Linked DNA regions of Mus musculus: regions 1 and 2 are each linked to region 3. A link is a contact called in public promoter capture Hi-C data. All regions are on one chromosome and are shown on one strand. The core of a region is the stretch at or near the end of the contact, and the rest is flanking DNA. Distances in the headings are between cores, read along the strand shown.

The links. Promoter capture Hi-C pulls out the DNA fragments that hold promoters and counts their contacts.
Region 1: a contact with region 3 is called in a promoter capture Hi-C map of hippocampal neurons, with 2.5 times the contacts expected there. The contact joins the enhancer-like site here to the promoter of Mstn in region 3. A contact is called at or near these places in 7 of 39 promoter capture datasets (the C10 cell line, HPC-7-derived erythroid cells, cranial neural crest and 4 more).
Region 2: a promoter capture Hi-C map of embryonic stem cells shows a contact between it and region 3, with 7 times the contacts expected there. The contact joins the promoter of Dnah7a here to the promoter of Mstn in region 3. A contact is called at or near these places in 13 of 39 promoter capture datasets (the 3T3-L1 cell line, the C10 cell line, the HPC-7 cell line and 8 more), 5 of 15 datasets of contacts at CTCF or cohesin (embryonic stem cells, large pre-B cells, pro-B cells and 1 more), 18 of 484 Hi-C or Micro-C datasets (the G1E-ER4 cell line, the HL-1 cell line, adipose-derived mesenchymal stem cells and 7 more) and 1 of 9 other capture datasets (embryonic stem cells).

The regions. Positions count from the first base shown.
Region 1 is chr1:52,278,689-52,282,601 of GRCm38.p6, reverse strand. No RefSeq gene overlaps it. Among named protein-coding and RNA genes, the nearest start is that of Gm31867, 22 kb to the right of the region's middle. Within about 2 kb of position 2,196, at least 13 of the 459 cell types and tissues checked have an H3K27ac peak or open chromatin away from gene starts, as enhancers often do. A contact at or near this core is called in hippocampal neurons, where this site is marked.
Region 2 is chr1:53,704,403-53,708,353 of GRCm38.p6, reverse strand. Dnah7a (dynein, axonemal, heavy chain 7A) reads left to right here and starts at 1,570. Exons shown (of 66, transcript NM_001252070.1): 1 at 1,570-1,676. The coding sequence starts at 1,662. It overlaps Gm32311 (a long non-coding RNA gene), which reads right to left. Exons shown (of 5, transcript XR_373404.3): 2 at 3,326-3,923.
Region 3 is chr1:53,060,062-53,063,920 of GRCm38.p6, reverse strand. Mstn (myostatin) reads right to left here and starts at 2,281. Exons shown (of 3, transcript NM_010834.3): 1 at 1,780-2,281; 2 at 1-38. The coding sequence starts at 2,155.

The DNA of each region.
Region 1 (3,913 bases), core at 947-3,446, 780 kb after region 3:
AATAGAACTATTAAACCATCCAAAAAATGTATGTAGGCATAACAAACCTCTTAGTCCCTCTGTTTCTGTCAAACAATGTCGTTTCTCAGGTCAGAACAGCACACAGAGAGATGATTTTCCGGTTCTGTTTGCTAATGGAGGGAGAAAGTCAAAGTCTTGTCTCAGCTTGTAGATAGATAAAAAATGTCTGCCTAAAGAACCAGTCATATGTCACACTCGACCAATGGAAAGCATTTGTTTAAAATCCAAAAGAATAGAAGAGACAATTTTCCATAGCTAAGATAATAATCATTATTTATGATGACTGACATTCAAATTTAGAGAAAATGCCACCACCCTTCTTGGTCTTTTGTTTGTTTGCTTCCTTGTTTTCGTTTTTGATAATGTAATGTGTCACCTACACTGGCCTCATGCCTTTGGTTTTGGAGTCACGACCAGCTACACTCCTCACCCTTCTTCTCTTCCACAGTGCTGGGATGACAGACAGGGATGTACCACTATACCCAGCTGCTGTTTTTACTTTTTCAAAAAGTGAAAGCAGTTTTCTACAGAGAAAGAAAGGGAAGAGTGTCTAACTCCCGCCACTGTTTTCAGCACTTGCCTTTCTGCTGAATGAATGGGGGCAGGGAGGGGGTGTCCATCGGGGAAACCATATTGGGTTGGAATCCTGTATTTCATGGCTGCTCAGGATGGCTACGTGAACACAGCATGTCAGTACCGTATGCAGATATTCTTCCTGCATAGCCTGCGCAGAATGACACCATATAGGATCCTATTCAGAATTATTGCAAATTGAATCCTCTCTTGGAATGGGGAGACGAGATGAGGCAGCTCTAGTCTGGCTTGACCTTGTGCCCTGTGAGCCCAAAGCTAGAAAGCTGTTTTTGTGGAACTGTCTTTAGTATCTTTCCTCTCCTTACTTCCTATGAACTCTTTCTCTGGCATTCTGTTCAAAGTGCTGTGAACCTTCAGGATCCAGTTTCTGTCTAGAGGGAACAGCTGCAGTGTCAACATATCAGATCTGTAAACCTATATACCATATCATATACCTGATCTCGGACAACTCCCTTTCAAAGGTGAAAAGTGAAATTGGTGAATAACTCTTATAGGACGTATGTGGCATGGGCAGGCTATCCTCAGAGAGTATTCCAAGAGTCTGAAAGATAAGATAAGCAGACAGAGACTAGACTAACTTTTAAATCAGGAAACTCAGGATAGAGGGTTCCAGTTACTGGGAGTGCCAGTACCTGGCAAACACAGAAGTGGATGCTCACAGTCATCTATTGGATGGAACACAGGGCCCCCAATGGAGGAGCTAGAGAAAGCACCCAAGGAGCTGAAGGGTCTGCAACTCTATAGGAGGAACAACAATATGAACTAACCAGTAACTCAGAGATTGGCTTCCCTCTGTCTCCTGAGATTAAAGATGTGTCTGTATTACCAGCTGGGATCACACAGACCTAGAAGACCTTTGGCTATTATCCCTTGCCAAAACAGCCACATTCCTGGATTAAAATTCTCTACAGGATCATATCTTTGTACTATTACCAATTGAAAGACTATTTCCGACAATAGCTGTTTAACAGACATTTCGTGAGTAAATGAATTAATGAATAAATCATTGGGATTACACATTTCTATTGAGTACTTATAGTCGTGGGACACCATGAAGGATGAAGATGGAGTAGCAATCAAAACCTGTGCTTCTATATATGAAAAAGTATGCCTAAGCATTATACCGTCCTTCTGCCTAAGGGGATGAATTTTATATGGATGACTAATTAGACATGTTTACTAACAGTAAAGGGGATGTTATTGCAATGAGTTCTGGGCTCTGACATAATTCGAGAATTAAATATTAATGAGGAAGGAGAGACATCAGGATGGATGAAGGGCATCATTTGAGAAGAACAGAAAAACATAATGGTATGCACGCACATTTGAGGACAAAGAGGGCTAGCTGTAATATGAATTCATGGATTGAATCTGAATTCATAAAACCTCTTGTATATATCAGTGGCATTCTGAGAGGAATTAGAGTCACTCTCACATGATGCTAAAAGTTCTCAGTCTGGGCAAGAAGAGGGGACAAGAGTGTAGTGCTGCTCATAGAAGGTTGTGAAAAGCAGTCAAACAAAGAATAGCCTGGAGGTTTGTTCTAAGGGGTATTCAGCAACCCACGGGACACCTCCTCCGCCTCCTGGCAGAAGCAGAATCCTGCTGCTCCTGTGCCAGCAGAGGCAATGTTTAGCTCTCTTAGCTGAGCTCATCCTCAGGAAAACTAGAAAAGCAGACAGGATTTGCCACCAACCTGTTATAGTTTCTCGTCTTTGTACAGACCCGGGCATCCTCTTCTCTTTTCTCTAATTTCCAGATTTCCTTAATCTCATTTGTTTACGAGGCTCTCTCCCTATCTACAGCTTCCCGTCAGGGCATCCTGACATGCTATTTCCTGGGCCTCAGTCCCTCCTAGTCCTCCCTAGTGACCATGGCACCATGTTTTGTCTCTAGAAAATTTGTTTGACCACTTTGAGCTGGATTGTTAGTGGCTGACAATTGTTTTGACTCCTAGTGTGGTATTTTCCCACATGGGAATTCTTCCAGCCGTTCCAATGGTTTAATCAAAAGGTGAAGTAAATGTTAAATATTAAGTAGAAGAAACTACTTGAAAAGCTTAGTCATATGAAGATTTCCATTTAAAGTGTATGTTAATCCTTTCAAAGATTGAGATTTTTTAACAAATGGATTCCAGGTATATATACATATATCAGTGAAATAAGCAAAGCACACAGTACTTAAAATTTTGTTTTTACTTTTATGATTTTAAAATACCACTGTTTGTATTTTGAGGAGTGCATTTGTCAAAGTAGCTAATCATGTTGATTTTTTTTAAAGACCAGGACAAATATATAATGAGAATTTGGAAGACTGCCCAGTAAGTTTTTTGAGACATGAGTGATGGTGGCTGCTGTATCTTCTATGCTCTTTCTTGACTCTTCCTGACCAGGGCACACCCTGCCCAACCCAGGGTGGATATAAGACAGGTCATTGTTTCGTATTCTAGTGACACAGGAGTCCATTGTGTTCACGGTATTTGGAGAGGGAACCAAGGAAGGCTGCCATGAATTATTAACAGCTGCTCTTCTGAACCTGTTTGAGAGTGTGATGCTGCTTGCTTCCCATGCTCCTGAGACCTCATTCTTCTAGGATATGAGAAAGAAAAAAGGGGCGGTGGGGACAAAAGTGAAAGTAAGCACAGAGAGATGGAAGAGAAATGGAGGCAAGGACCACCACAGTGCTTCTCACTGTCCGTGGGATGGCAACACTGGCAAAGAAAACTTGCCAAGATTTGGCCAGGGATTTGATTGGCAGTGCCTGCTCACTATATTTTCCTTACTTAAAAACAACTGCCTCCAGATTGCATATTTCATCCAATCCCTGATAGAACACACCTTAGGTTTTAAGCATTTGTGGTTTTTTTTCATTGTAAGATAGGGTGCCTTCAGTTCACTTCTTGATCTTGCCTATTATCATGACATTGTAACCACACATACAGAGAGGAGAGAGAGACAGAGACATACAGAAAGACAGACAGACAGAGAGACAGAGACAGACAGAGAGACAGACAGAGAGAACTGGTTATGATCTCTGTTGGGGATGAACCATGCTGACATGGTCAGTGTACTATGGCTCACATTCTGAATACAGCTTGCTGTATATGAAAATAGTTTTATTGTCTTTTAAATAGCTTTGTTGGAACACAGCAGTGCTCATTCACTGATACATCATTCATGGGTCTGGATGATTCCATATAATGACAAAATTAACATAGCCTATATGGTCCTCAAGGCATAAGGTTTTTACTGTTTACAAAAAATGCATTTCTTGCTCTTATATCGTGGGTCACTATATA
Region 2 (3,951 bases), core at 321-2,820, 650 kb before region 3:
ATTGCTATCATTCTTCCTGTCTCCTTCCCTCCCACTCTCTCACTCCCTTGCCCTGGGTCCCCACTGATTATCCCTGCAGGCCTGGGCACAGGACCATCTGTAGTGGGGTCTGATGTCCTCTTCTGGCATCTGGGTACATGCAGAACACTCATGTGTATAAAATAAATAAGATTTTAATAAAAAATAAAACCAAAAGAAAATCAAGTGCCATGAGACCCTCTGTTTTCATTAAAGGTTTTAAAGTTTTAGTTCTTCCATGTAGGTAATCCACCTACAGGAGGTGATTTTTATATGTGACATTAAGTGTCTATGTCACATTTGTGCACGTGGATATCTACTTTCCTCAGTATCATTTGTTGTGAAGACATTGTTTCATCACTGTAGCTTTGTACTAAATTTTGAAATAAAAAAAAATATGAGGCTTCCAAATATGTCACTTAAAAAACGTTGTTTTTGGCCATTCGAGATCCCTTAAGATGTCACATAAATTTTAGGTTAGGAACCTGCCATTTCTCAACAGAAAACGTTTACCGTCAGGCATGGTGGCATAAGCCTGTAATTCTAGCACTTGGGAGGCTGCCACAGACAGATTGAGAGTTTGTGACCTGTCTAGGCTAAGAAATGAGACGATCTCAAAACCAAACCAAAATAAATAAACAAAATTAAACAAAAACTTTTCAGTAGGAGGCAGTTTACATTGAAGTCTAAACTCCTCACTCTATTTTACCAGATCTTTAAAATAGAGCACTTATTTATCTTCATCTTCATCACCGGACTCCAATGTGCTTTATTCCAACGACAGTCTGATAGATTTCGTTTTTGTTCTTCTAATTTTCTTCTGTTCTTCTGATTTTTGTTTTTTGTTCTTCTAATAACCATGAAATGTCTCAGGCTTTTGCATCTGATTGCTCTGCCCGAAATATTCCTTGCACAGCATGTGTCCTCCTCTTTCAAATCTCAGCTTTCACGTTTCTTCTGCATCTTCTAAGAGAAATGACTCACAGCACTGTTTCTATTAGTTATGAACACATGCCTTACGGTCACCCAAGCCTATGCCTGAGGGACTGTCTTGGCACAGCTTCGTTCATGTAGTCAATCACGCGTGGATTTAAATGAATTTCCGAAGGCTCACTTTCTAGTGTGTTAGGGAAGTCAACAGAACTGAACACTGAGGCTCCTGGATATGGAGCACTTTACAGGCTTTAGTCTTGAGTGCCTTGTCATTATTCTATTTGCCTACATTAGCAATGAAATCTGCAGAAACAGCCGAATGAAGGCTTAAGGCAGAGAACCACGCCCACGCAGACTCGGTGAAAGATGCAGTAACTTGAGGACCCACTTAGACATCAAGGGGTCTTCGCTCCTCACAGTTGCCTGCCACCCTCTGTAAAGTGGAGTGAGGGCTGTGTTGGAAGCCACCTAGGCCTCAGAGAGCCACCCTGCTCGACCTCTCAGAAAGTTCTGCACCTCATCTCGCAGATGCAGACGACCGGAAGTAGAATCCGCCAGTTTGTTGCTTAGCAACGAATCGACCACGGCGGTTAAAGCTCTCAGCTCAGAAAGAGCCTAGAGCTGTCCAGCGGCGAACAACTCTCCTCTCCAGGTCCTGAGTTCCGCAGCAGCGATCCCGGCCGGCGTTGCCTGGCCCGCAAGTCGACGCCATGAGCAGCAAGAAGGTGAGAGCTGGGCCGCCAGGGTCGGTCCCGGGGGCCAGGCACGCAGGAGCAGACTCCAGTACCACCCTGGCGTTGAGTGTTTTCCCTCCAGTTTCCTTCCCAACCGTTGGACCTCGTTGTCGTAACAACGGGACACAAACTGGATGCGCCATCGGTGGAAACTGGCTCCACAGCGACCCCAGCTGCACACTGGGAGTGTTTGGGTGGGAGGAGGGTGGGCGGTTTTGATGCCAGTTCAACCCAAATAAAAAGTTGATTCTCAATCTGAAAATTGTACTCAGCTTTTAAGATTTTTCATCCCTCCATAGTGGTTTCTCTTATAAACCGAGTTTGTTGTGAAAATGGCTGCAAAAGATGATGTGGGGGTTGGGGAGATGGCTTAGTGCTTAAGAGCTTGATATGAAGCCATGAAGACATAGACTCAAATCCCCAGCACCCACTTCAAGGCCCAGTGTGACTGAGCTTGCCTGTAACCCAGCTCTGCGAGGGTCAGAGACAGGAGGATTGCAGCAACTTCCCATCCAACCCCTTAGTTTCTGGTTAAGTGAGAGACCCTGTCTCAAAGTAGTAAGTCAGTGAGTGATTCACTGGCTTCTGGGCAGAGGCAGGGGCACCCTTACACAAAACATGGACATATCACACACGCACGCACACGCACGGTCACCGGCACATGCACTCTCTCACACGGGAGGGTAGTTTACAATCTTGTGCTATTTAGGTTTTGTGACAAAACAGAGCAAGGCAACTCAGAGAGAAAATTCTTATTTTGTCTCATGGCTTGAGAGGTCGCTGGGTTCTGGGTGTTTCTGGGCGCTGGACTGAAGTCTATATCAAGGCAGGGAGGAGGGCATGGCAGAGAGCACTGGGGAAGAGGCTAGAGAAAGAGCAACAGGTTGAAAGCACACCCCTAATAGCCCTCATTCTTCAGCGGGGCTTTACTCTCAATGGCCCATTCCCACAAACTTACATTAATTTATGGGTGAAAGTAGCATTTTCATCACCAATTGGTGTCACCCCTCGACACAAGAGCTCCTTGGAAAGACATGTCATATCTATCCTATTACAGCTATAGTTATAGATTATATAGGTTATAGAGTACTAGCAGAGGATGTCAAGCCTGCTAACCAAGTAAGCAGTAGTTATGTAAATGCTGGAGAAAGTTTTCAGTTTTTTGCAATCCACATATTAACTAAGAACTAAGAGACAGGTGTTTTGTTTCATATATCTAAGTACAATTAACAATGACCAGTACACGAACAAATGAGGAAAGAATTTCCCCAAATTACAGATACATGTAAGAGGAAAAAACACAACAAAAACCACCCAAGCAATCACTAGACCTCCCTGTGTGATTCTTAACAAAATCACAGCTCGTTACCATCTATACTCGAGTTGCTCATTTGCTTGATGGCCAAGTAAGACTTTGGCCCAATCATGCAACCACAATCTATACTGTCAAAATCTAAAATAGTTCTTTTGTTAACTGTACAGTGGTTTTCCTGGAAAGGTATTTTTATTAATTCTTTTCACCTATGCTAATTTAAGACTACAGTTTTCCTTTTGAAAAGATGAAAGTTCTATACTTTAATCTAAAACAAATAAATGGATTAAATTTTCGGAAATTCCATTTTCACATGACATTTACTTACGTTGTCACTCCGTTTGAAGCAGTGAGCAGTGGCAGAATTGTATTTACTGAGGGGTTTAACATTTCCTCTCATGAGTGGAAGGTTGAGAGGGATGTGGCATTTTTCAGAGATAGCTGTCTGGGTTTTTCTCTTAAGTTCGGTATTTAAAGAGAAATATAAGTCTTTCCCAGTTGCTCGTTTCATTTTTAATGCTAGGAAAAAACTTCAGACACTTAAAAGATTCAGTTGAAGGAGTTTCCAGAATTCTAAAGTGTCACTACTCAGCCACTAGGAAGCTGCTCACAAACGCAGGGGAGGCAAAACTGCTGCAGCCACGCTATGCTCAGTACTCAACTGTACAGAGCCAAGTGACCATCGTTTGTCTGCCACGTTCAACTGCTTATTCGCTTAAGAGGATGATGATGACAATGATGACCATGACGATGGCGATGATGATGCAATGACGATGGCGATGATGATGGTTTTTGAGATTAGGTTCCTTTGTATAGTACTGGCTGTCCTGGGACTTGCTCTGTAGATCAAGCTGGCCCAGACCTCACAGAGATCTGCTCGCTTCTGCCTCCTGAGTGCTGGAGTTAAAGGTATGTGCCACCACTGCCTGGCCAAAAAAAAAAAAAAAAAAATTG
Region 3 (3,859 bases), core at 1,032-3,531:
ACATTTGGGCTTGCCATCCGCTTGCATTAGAAAGTCAGCTACAAAGGAATAAGAAGAAAATGACTGACATCAGGCCCCATCAAAACACAAATAAACTCACTCCTTAACATCAGCTGTTGGGGTAGTGTGTACGTATGTGGTCTTTTAAAATAAAATATTATGTGGAACTTCATTCATAGTTCAGAAGAAACATCAGAGAAAATAGTTGCTCTAGCTTTTCAGAATTTTTTTTTTTGACATCTGTATTTTCACCTGTTTATGTAGATTCTACTCCCCTTCCAGAGAACTCTGGGCTAAGGGATATTTTGTAAAAGAATGAACAGCACATGAAATTTTCAAGTGATGATGATTAGAGACTAAGAGACAGCGTGCCGGAACGTCCACTTAGAATTCTTTGGGAATCTGAGCAGTTACACTCACTGAGCAGCTGTACCAGTCAGTCTGGAGGAAGGAACCCTTCCCCCAGGCCTCAATTACCTGGAGACAAGACACAGGGAGCGATTTAACCAACCTCAGAAATGGCAAACAATATAATACATCTGTGACACTTGGGCTCTGGAAGAGCTATTCCAAGGAACAACAAAAACTTAATTAGCAAAAACCTCAGAGGTCATGCTCAAGCTATCTAAAAAATCAGAAAGCAGTGGCCTTGGGGCCAGCCTCTCACTGCAAGTTCAGCACTAACAATTGCTTTTCCAAACCCCATGTAAATAAGGGAGACTTTTTCCTGAACTGTTTGATCCAAGAGTCATAAATGAAAATTATCTGCTGTATCGTAACCTGACCGCTTAGGAAAGGGCTGGTTTGAAACTGTGTCATGTCTGGTTTTAAGTGTTTAAAGCATGGTATTAAAGCAAGATCTCAGACACATGGCACAGAAATCTTTCGTGTTCTGCCTGCTCTCTAAGGCTACCTGACTTGCTTTTCGGAGAACTCAAACAGGAACTGCCTGAAATGTATTATCTCCCAGAAGCAATGTGGCAGTTATAGGTAACGGTCCTCACCCTCCCTCTCATAAAGAATTAAATCTTTTAGAGGGTTACCGATCACTGTTCCTGCCTGGACGCTCACAGCCAGGACGCTCTCAGTGCGGTGCTATGAAGGGGCACAGGAGCATTTCACACCATGACCTCCCAGTTAATGCTCATTTCCTGAGTGTTTTCTGATACTCGGTCCTGAGTATTATTTTGCTATGCCTGCTTCATCGTGGCTCATGATAATGCATTTAATATTTAACTTCTTTAACTTTCCAGTGCAGTAGCTTTCACAATTAATATTCTAGCTTGTCAAGAGCATAGAAGCTCTGAGACTGACAGTTTTAAATAACAGAAAGCACTCTAACTGTGGAACAGTGTTCAAATAAACATCCAGCAGAGATCTCTCTTTAGTGTGAGTCAGGGGGAAACTAGTGCACATTTTAGACAAATGTAATTGTAAATTTCTCATGCTTTAACACTGCCTATAGAATCTCACAGTCCTTACATTATAGTGTGAGACTCTGAACACACAAGCATTCTACATTTTCCGCATAAAATTAAATACTATTAAAGCTGAGCCAGCATATTAACTTTGAGCTATTTGGCACTGCCAGGAAACAAGCAAGACAGATTTCATTGTCGGTATGTTTCTCAGGAAATCTTGGGGAAAAAAAAATCTCCTTTCTCTGCTACTTACATATAAGCCAACAGCTTGTTAAAAGCCTGAAAATAGATCTGTTTCTCATAAACACTAGGACAGCAGTCAGCAGAACTGTTGATATACTTTAACAGATATACTTACACTCTGTAGGCATGGTAATGATTGTTTCCGTGGTAGCGTGATAATCGTCATCTTCCAAAGAGCCATCACTGCTGTCATCCCTCTGGACGTCGTACTGATCGATCAGTTCCCGGAGTGGAGGCGCTCTTGGCAGAAGTTGTCTTATAGCATCTTTGCTGATGTTAGGAGCTGTTTCCAGGCGCAGCTTACTGAGGATTTGAATTTTTATGGCTTCTATTCTGGAGTACCTCGTGTTTTGTCTCCACGCACATGCATTACACAGCCCCTCTTTTTCCACATTTTCTTCTCTCTCACTGCCCTCATTTAGATCCACTGGGCCAGCAGCAATCAGCATGAACAGGTAAATATAAACATACATTTGCAGTTTTTGCATCATTTTAAAAATCAGCACAATCTTTTTTTTTCCCTTGTTCTTATTTCTTCTTTTTGCTTTTGAGTAATGCCAAGTGAAATATTAGTGCATGTACCGTCCGAGAGACAACCTGCCACGCCAGGGAGTCCTGTATACTGTATTCCAAGTGGCTTTTTATATTCCAACTTAGAGGAGACAAGTGTCGTCAGGATCTATGATTGGCTCCTGCTCCACAATGAATCTCGCTGTCAGAGGTTAAAACCCTGTCTGTCACAAGTCACCAAGCAGTATTTTGTTACAGTCGAGGGCAAGCTGATTCATTTGACTACTTCATAAATGAAATAAATCCCCAAATCATGAAAGATATATGTGACATTTGATAAATTGAAGTCTGTGTACTAATATAAACTGTACTTAAAGCTTATTAATCTCTGTAAAACTCTTGCTATCATTTAAGTTAGTAATTTTTAATTTAGATTTTGTGTTTAAAATAGAAAATGTTAATCCTTTAAGACTTGGAGTGCTGTTTTGTTACTAAAACAAATATTTGAGGGAAAAAATATGCGTTAAGTGCTGGGTAATTAGAGAAGTAAAAACTAGGAAGAGCTGACTTAATTTAAAGAAAGCTGAGTTTGTGACCCTGCTAAAAAGTTGCATCAGTAATTTGAGGAGCTTGTTTTCATGGCTTATTTGTCAGGACATATTACAAACCAGTCCTGGGACGTTTCTGTGTACATGGGTTTACTTTTGATAGCTTAATGGCTTTGACTAACATAAAACCTGTGCTTGATTTCAGCTTATAAGTATTGCTATTTTCTATTACAGAGATACAGACTAAAGACTGAGTGTTGCTTTTTTTTTTTTTTTTTTTTTTGATTGCCAACAGAATCCTGTCAGCGAGGAGGCCAGGCTCTGTACTTAGGCCGAGTAGATAATGGATTTTTGTAAGTAGCGCTGGAGCATTATTTCAGTTTGACTCAGACTTCCAGGGCTGACAGTAAAGTGCAATCTGTGTTCTCTGTGAATGATGTCAGGTCCCGTGAGCACACAAAGAGCAAGTCGCATGTAGAGGGGTGTCCTTTGTTGCGTTCCCATACTGTCACAGGCTAGCACCCCTTTGCCAGCGTCTCATTTTGACCAGAGGGCAGACACCTGGCAGGGATCTGGGCTAGAGTCTAGGGCAGAGAATGGTGCTTTTTGTTCTCTGAATTTAAGTGGCCTCTGCAAGGATCAAACTTTCACCCTTGGCTTTAGGAGCCACAAGATCGAATGGGGTGAACTCTTAAAGAGCTGAACAAACACAGCAGCAGGGACAGAGGACGCTTCCAGGCCACAGAGTTCCTCCTCCTGTTTGGGAAGCTGAGGAGTCTTTAGAATTTTAATTCATTACTCCCCTTACACACACCCCAAGAGACTATGGTGGCTTGTATCAAATATTTATTTTTAGGTCACCACCATTCCTGTACAGTATACACCCAATTTACTGCCTCAGTGAACTAAAATGCAGCTCAGTAGCTTGAAAAGTTAATGCATTTTCATCAAATTTTTAAGAGGCATCTATATCTCTTGAGGAAAAAAAAAGTGGGCTTCCATAATGTACTAGATTTGCCCACCATTAAAGATGAAGGAAAACCAGACACAAAGCAGACACCCTGAGGTGATCTGGCCCTCTTTATACAAGACAATATTAGAGCAGGCCTATAAAGTCAGATTTGTCTGGAAAATTCA